Linked DNA regions of Mus musculus: region 1 is linked to region 2. Evidence: chromatin contacts called from public Hi-C data. All regions are on one chromosome and are shown on one strand. The core of a region is the stretch at or near the end of the contact, and the rest is flanking DNA. Distances in the headings are between cores, read along the strand shown. Region 1 overlaps Gm39880 (a long non-coding RNA gene). Region 2 has its middle 52 kb from the start of Gm13816.

Region 1 (3,540 bases), core at 869-3,368, 150 kb before region 2:
CAAAGAACTTCTAGTGGCCAGTCACAGAGATTGCTGCTGATACCACTTTACAAAGGAGGAAACTGAGACCCCGAGAGATCAGGCCTTAGCATAGAATCATCTCTGAGCCTGAGTATTTTAAGCACTGAACCTATGCTTACATGTAAACTGATGGGAAAACTGCAGACTCCATTTATTTATTTATTTATTTATTCATTCATTCATTCATTCATTCATTCATTCATTCATTCATTTACTTATGCCTATCTGTCTGTCTTTTAAAGCATCTTGCCTTTTCAAAGGCCACACTTCTAGAATTCTCTGCTCGGGGACAAAGTGGGATCTAAGATCTGGTTTGTATATTACAACTCCAACCCCCAACTGTCTTAGAAGAAAGCAGTCATATCAAGATCCGAAAAGCTCAGAGCTGAATAGCTAATGATCGTGACATGGCTGACCGATTTCTTCTGAAGTCATGGAGGAACCCCCATGAAACTGAGAGAACCTCTCACTGGTGACTCTGAAGCCACTCTCTGTGTCCGATGGTCCTCTTGTTCTATCCATTTTCCTTCTTTGTAGGTGAATTACCAGACATTCCAGCTCCTAAAGGTCACTGCTGGTATGTAGGCTCCTCCATGTGGCTGAAGAACAGGGGCTCTTTCAGGCCTCCTGCAGGAAGCAGGGTGCTTGCTGCATTCAGGGTAGGGTCAGGGAGGTGTAGGCTTTGGGCTCAGACATGTGTGGACTCTTGGTCTCTCTCTGCCCCCTGACTGGTCCTGTGATCCAGGCTTCCTCACTGACCTGCGCTTGACATCTGAGCCTGCAGATACTGCTGTAGGGATCACGGTGTCCAGATTTACTGGGCACAGTGCTGCCCTAGGCAAGGCTTCTCAGAAGCTCACGAGGGCTGTGGGAGAAGAACTCCCAGAGCTAAATGGACATTGATCACCTATTTTTTTTGTTTTTTGTTTTTGACCTGAGTCATGGATACGCTGTTTCTTTCGAGAATGGAGGATCCAGGACAGAAGAGAGTTGTACATCACGAGTCCTCCTCCAAGGTGTGCTGGCTTGGACTGGTAGTTAAAACAGGCAAAAGGAGGCTCTGAGTATGGGCTGCATTTCCCGCTTTCTACATCTGTAAGGGAGTTCACTAGTACCCTCGAATCTTGTCTGGAAGGTGGGGTGGCACTGATACTTCCCTTCATTTTTTCTTTTTTAAGACTTGTTTATTTATTATATGTAAGTACACTGTAGCTGTTTTCAGATGCACCAGAAGAGGGCATCAGATCTCATTACAGATGAGCCACCATGTGGTTGCTGGGATTTGAACTCAGGACCTTTGGAAGAACAGTCAGTGCTCTTAACCACTGAGCCATCTCTCCAGCCCCGATGCTTCCCTTCTTAAGCTGTAGCCTGTGCTCAACAGACGTGCAGGTGACACTTGGAGGCCCTTGGTTCACTGCCTGGCAACCAGGAGGTGCTCAAAATTTGGTAAGGTCATGCCTACTAGGAGTCCTCCTTCTTTCTCTCCTCCTTCCCTTGGTCTCCCTCTAAATCCTCTTTTCTGACTCCCCTCTTCTTCCCTTTCCCCTCTCCTTCCTCCCTCCCCCTTCCCTTCCCCCTCCCCAGCTTTCTTTGTGAATACTCTGGCCTGGAACCCACTGTTCAGCTTGGATAGAAGACATGGGTTTGTTCGAGCCAGGATGGCTTAAAAACATTTTATCTTAAATGTTCTCTGTCTGATTTACAATGATTTGGGGGCTGTGGCTTCGGGGTCTCTGTTCTCTTTAGCTTTGCCCAGGTCTCTAGAGCCCTGTGCCCTGGGTCCCACAGGTTGGAGCATGCTCTTGCAGCCAGCTGTTGCAGCCCACCCAAAACTTGCTGATTGCTAGCTTTCAGGCTTGGCATCATACCGCATCTCCCAAGAATGTTCTGTGGTACTCGGTGATGCCTCCTCGGGGTGCCTGGTGTTTCTGAAGCCAGCTTTAGGGCAGAGGGAAGGGGCCCTGTCCTAATGATGTCCTGTGGCCTCTGAATTTCCTTTTTGCCTGGCAGGTTCCTGCACGCAGTTGCTTGCCTTGCGCGCTTCCTCTATTCATGGCTCAGTCTGTCTCCCTGTGCACTGGTGGGGCTTCTCCAGAGAGATGGAGCCAGTGCATTCTGTACATATAGAAAAGGGTTTATTTTCAGGAGGTGACTCACACCGTCCTGGAGCTGCCAGGCTTCACATCTGCAGGGTGGGCTGGCAGCCTACAGACCTAGGGCACAGCTGTGATGCAGTTCAAGTCAAGAGGCTGCCAGCTGCAGATCTCCCACCTGCTCAGCAAGGCCTGTCCTTTGTTCTGTGGCAGCCATTTATGGACTAAATGAAGCCTACCTATGTCAGGAGGGCAACCTGCTTTCTTCAAAGCCTGCTGATTTGAGTGTTAATTTCACCCCCAAACATCCTTACAAAAAAATCCCACAGTGGTTCATACCTGCAATTCCATCATTAGAGGCTGAAGCAAGAGGACAACAGAGAGCATGAAGCCAGCTGGGGCTGCATAGTGAGACTACTTAGAAAAACAAAAAATCCAAAAACATCCCCATTAGAAGTATCTAGAATAGCATTTGATAGCATACACGAATACCGTGGCTTGTCCAAATGGACACAAACTGTCTGTCATACCATTTATAGCAAACATGCCAGGTCACAGGGACACTGCTCTATAGCTGTGTTGCAGGCCAGCCTGGATCAAGACTTCTCTCTCACTTCCTTAAATCAGGAAGGAGAAAGGCAGGTGACAGGGGATGGGATGTGGGTTTTGCTGTGTAGGTCAAGACTTTTTGGCCTCCGACAGTATGGGACAGACCTAGGGCTGAGGGCTAAGAGCCTAAAGCTGAGAGGTTGGGTTTCAAAGCTGAGAGGCTAGGGACTAAGAGCCCAGGACTGCAGGTTGAGGGGCTGAGGGGCTGAAGGATTGGGGGGCTGGTGTGGCAGGGCTGTGGCTGAGGGGGTGAGGGGCTGTGGCTGTGGCTGTGGCTGTGGCTGTGGCTGTGGCTGTGGCTGTGGCTGAGGGGCCAAGGAGCTAGGGGCTGATGGGCTGACAGACTAATGGATTGAGAAATGAAGGTCTGAAGGCCAAGGGATTGACAGTGGGACTTTGAAACATGTCGCTAATGGGTTCTATGTGATAGTGAGGCAGAGAATGCTGTCCAGGGTCTGGAAAACCTATCTATCACACACACCAGAATAATTTCCAAATTCAGATTTCCAGACCCTACTCTCAGAAGTTTCCAATTTGGAAAAAATCAGTGCATCTGTGGTTTCAGGAAGCAAATAATGTATTACTATAGAAAAATCTAAAAAGATAGTGGCACTGTCTCTGAGCATCATAAGGTGGGGGAGGGGAGGTGGAGCACCTGGTATAATCAATGCACATGCTGAGTCACCTTTCACCAGCCTCAGCTGAATGCCTCTTGGGACAGAGGCCCTGCTCCCTTAGAGACAGCCCCTTGTGTTTTTAAAAGGCTGTGCCCCCCCCCCCCCACACACACACACCTCAGCCTCACCCCTCAGAG
Region 2 (3,300 bases), core at 773-3,272:
ACATTGGGAGGTTAGAGGATGGCTGTGGTGATGCTCAGCCCCTACTACTGTGAAGCTAGAGAGTCCCTTCCCGTGGCCCTTGACCCTTCTTTACTGTGTACTTTGCAGAGGTGTGCATACTGGATCTGGTCTTTCTTCCCAGCTGGGAACACTAATACTGCTGTGAGCAAGCCCCCAATCACCTCCTAGAAGGAAGAAAAGCCACAAGGGGAAGGGTTCCAGACATCCCACTAACAGTGCCAGACATGTGAACAGAGCTACACAAAACCACCAAGACTCCTTCTGAACTGGGGCAGCCCACAGCCACATCTCAGCTAACTTGGAGAGTTGTTAGAACTATTATCCATTCATCTCTTGGGCCACATGTGTCACAGTTTAGCAGCAAGTGCACACAGTACATTTTTTGATGACAATGTAGAAAGGTCAGACACCCTTGTAATACATTGTATTAAACTGTTATTGTTTTTGAGCCGCTGCGTTTCAAGTAGTTTGTGCTCAGCAAAGGTGACTGGCTGATACAATGTAGCATGAATGAAAATCAGACCTCAGAATACTGACCACGGGATATTTGTTACTGTCGTATAATCTAGCCCATGTTGTTTAATACACTACTTCCTTTCTCTTTCACTTTGAATAGGTAAGATGAAGGGGCCAGCCCCAGTCTACACTGGTGGAAAAGAGATACCAGTTTCAGCATCAGACCCTTGTGTATTCAGACCCCAGTCTTGCCCTTCACCTCTTACTCTGGCTTTGTGTCAGGATCCACAGCCTGATGGTGGCCATCTTGTGTTGTGCTCACCATGGTTGCCTGTCAGTATCTTCCGTCTGTTTATGCAACAGTTTCCCTGTACACTATTAATAGAATAAACCATCTCAGTACTGTGGGAGCTCCATTGGCTCCAGGGCTGTGCCAGAAACCTTTAATGCCAGCTCTAGACAAACCACCTGCATTCTGGCTGTTTTATGAAGTCATTTTTTGTCCTGACTGTCTTGTGTTCCTTTCTGATCCTTACATCTGGCATTCACTGGTCTTGCTGCCATCAGCGCCTACACTCCTGTCCCAAATCCCCCTATAAATTACATTCCATGCCATCTGCCCTCTCCACTCAATCTCATGGCATCCTGAGGCCAGTTCTCACACAGTAGGGCCATGCTGTTCCAGAACGTTTTCTTACCTCTTAACTGTGGGACCTTGTGAGGTCTGTAGCCTTGTGGTACCTCAGTTTCCTCCTCTGTAAACTGAGGATAGAAACAAGGCTGTGAGAATCCTGAGTTACAAAATGTCCCTTGTGGCGCTTGGCACACAGAAGACTGAATTGTGCAGGTACAGTTCCTCCATCAACTGGTAGAGCATCCTTGAGCATGTCCCTGGCTTTTTGTTACTGCAGCATAACCTAGGCCATGCTGAAAAATATACTATTTCCCTTTCCATTCTCTCTGGGAAAGAAAGCACACTGGAGTTAAGTTCCAAGGAGATTTCCTCTTTTGTTTAACCATTTCTTCCCAGATACCATCTCTCCTATCTCTAAGTCCAGGTAAGAGCCTCTCTCATTCTTCATGTCCTTGAGAAGGATATTCACTGGCTTTCCCAGCCTTGATTTCCTCCTCTATAAAATGGGAGTACAGCTGTCTTTTTGACAAGATGGGCAGAAAGATATAGAGAGGCAATGTAAATAAAGGTACATGTTCCTAGTGGGTTCTGAAGGGGTGTCCATTCCTCCTCCTCTTCCTCTTCCTCCTCCTCCTCCCCCTTCTCCCCTCCTCCTCTCCCCTCCCCCTCCTCCAACTAGATAGTTCCTCTGAAGGAAAGGCCAGTGGTGTTTTGTGTTCCTCTCCCACTCATACTGGGCCTCATACATAGAGAGTCAGTGAGGCTGGGGGAGGGGCTCGTCATGAAGCAGAAAGCAGATCCCAGTGACCCCAGATCTGCCAGGTCACCTCAATGTGGGGAACCCTGGTACTGCTGTCAATCCTAAACTGAGAGATGGAGTGGAGCTCAGGCAGCTGGGAGATCTGTGAGCATCTCCTCCTCCCCTTCCCCTCCCCTAGCCTGTCTCTCCCTCCCAAAAGCAGGCTCAATGGCTGCGCAGAGCAGTTTCCATGGTGATAGCATTTTAAAGTTTCTAGGAGCAAAACAGAAATAATTCTTCCCTTCTCTTCTCCCATGGCAATCCATGGGAAAGAGGCTTATTTGAGAGGGAGGGTAGGGTGCAGGGCTAGGGGGCAAGGCAGTTTTTTGTTTCTCCACCTGCTTAGAGAAACATACCTGGAATGCCCCTGCCTGCTTCCCCCCTACCCAACCCTGGGAGGTTGAATGAAGGGCTAGGATGGGGGCAGTGAGGATGGAGAGGAGAGAAGAAAGGAAAGTTACTGGTAAAAGACAGATGTGTGCCCATATATGTGCGTGTACCCTCATAGCACAGCAACACTGCTGGAAATTTCCACTGACCCTTGTCACTCACTAATGGAGAACTGGCTATCTGTGGGACCAGCTGGGCTCAGAACCAAGACTCCATCTACATGCTAAAATCGCTAAATTACAGCATTTTCTGCTTCAAATAACAATGCCACAGACTGGGAACATTAGGAAAAGGCTATTATGGCTCAGGGTTCTGGCCCAAGGCACCATGTTTAGTGGCCTTATTGATGATAGAGTCCTGGGATGGCACAGGGGACTACAAGGGGACAGAGTGCTCTCTGGTGCATCTTCTGGCCCCTCCCTCTCCTCTTAATAAAGCCACCAGCACTCAATCACACAGGGGTTCTACCTTGGTGACCCTACCTTATCCTCATTACTGTTCAAAGTCCCCAGCACTGAACACCTCAGTCAGACTAAGTTGTGAGTTAATAGCTTGTGATGGGGAACCCCATTCCAGTTCCAGGGTTCTAGAAGGAGAGGACTCACTGACATTCTATCCAAACCACAGTTAACTTCTGGGGTGGCAGGGACAGGACATAACTCCAGGCTACAGTCTGATCACATCGGCTTAAGGAGGGTCTCAAGCCTATCTGAGCCTCAGTTTCCCCATTTAGACATTTAGCCCCAGAGACTCACCCAACTGAGCACCACTGCATCCTCCAAGTGGGGCTCAGCTAGGTGTGGGGTTTGGAGTAAACTTCAAAGCATGAAGGTACCAGGGAGTAGCTGGGTTTTTCCATCCCTCCTGTTGCCCTCTCCCAATGGGGACAATTCCCCAGCTCTCCATTTTTTCCCCCTCTGCAGGGACACCTTGATGTGATGGAAATTTCTAGGTTCTGAATAAGACAGCCTTATGTGTGAGTCCAGCTTAAGTGCCTACC

Evidence for each region. Hi-C and Micro-C count contacts between places; a contact is called where the count stands out from the background.
Region 1: a Hi-C map of cerebral cortex shows a contact between it and region 2, with 2.6 times the contacts expected there. The contact joins two enhancer-like sites. A contact is called at or near these places in 4 of 484 Hi-C or Micro-C datasets (the G1E-ER4 cell line, MC3T3-E1-derived osteoblasts, cerebral cortex and 1 more) and 2 of 115 datasets of contacts at active chromatin or transcription factors (astrocytes and embryonic stem cells).

The regions. Positions count from the first base shown.
Region 1 is chr2:92,835,054-92,838,593 of GRCm38.p6, reverse strand. The region is part of intron 2 of Gm39880 (a long non-coding RNA gene); the gene reads right to left. All of the region lies in intron 4 of Gm13791 (a long non-coding RNA gene), which reads left to right. Among named protein-coding and RNA genes, the nearest start is that of Gm32413, 30 kb to the right of the region's middle. Within about 2 kb of position 2,118, at least 14 of the 459 cell types and tissues checked have an H3K27ac peak or open chromatin away from gene starts, as enhancers often do. A contact at or near this core is called in cerebral cortex, where this site is marked.
Region 2 is chr2:92,688,098-92,691,397 of GRCm38.p6, reverse strand. No RefSeq gene overlaps it. Among named protein-coding and RNA genes, the nearest start is that of Gm13816, 52 kb to the left of the region's middle. Within about 2 kb of position 2,022, at least 34 of the 459 cell types and tissues checked have an H3K27ac peak or open chromatin away from gene starts, as enhancers often do. A contact at or near this core is called in cerebral cortex, where this site is marked.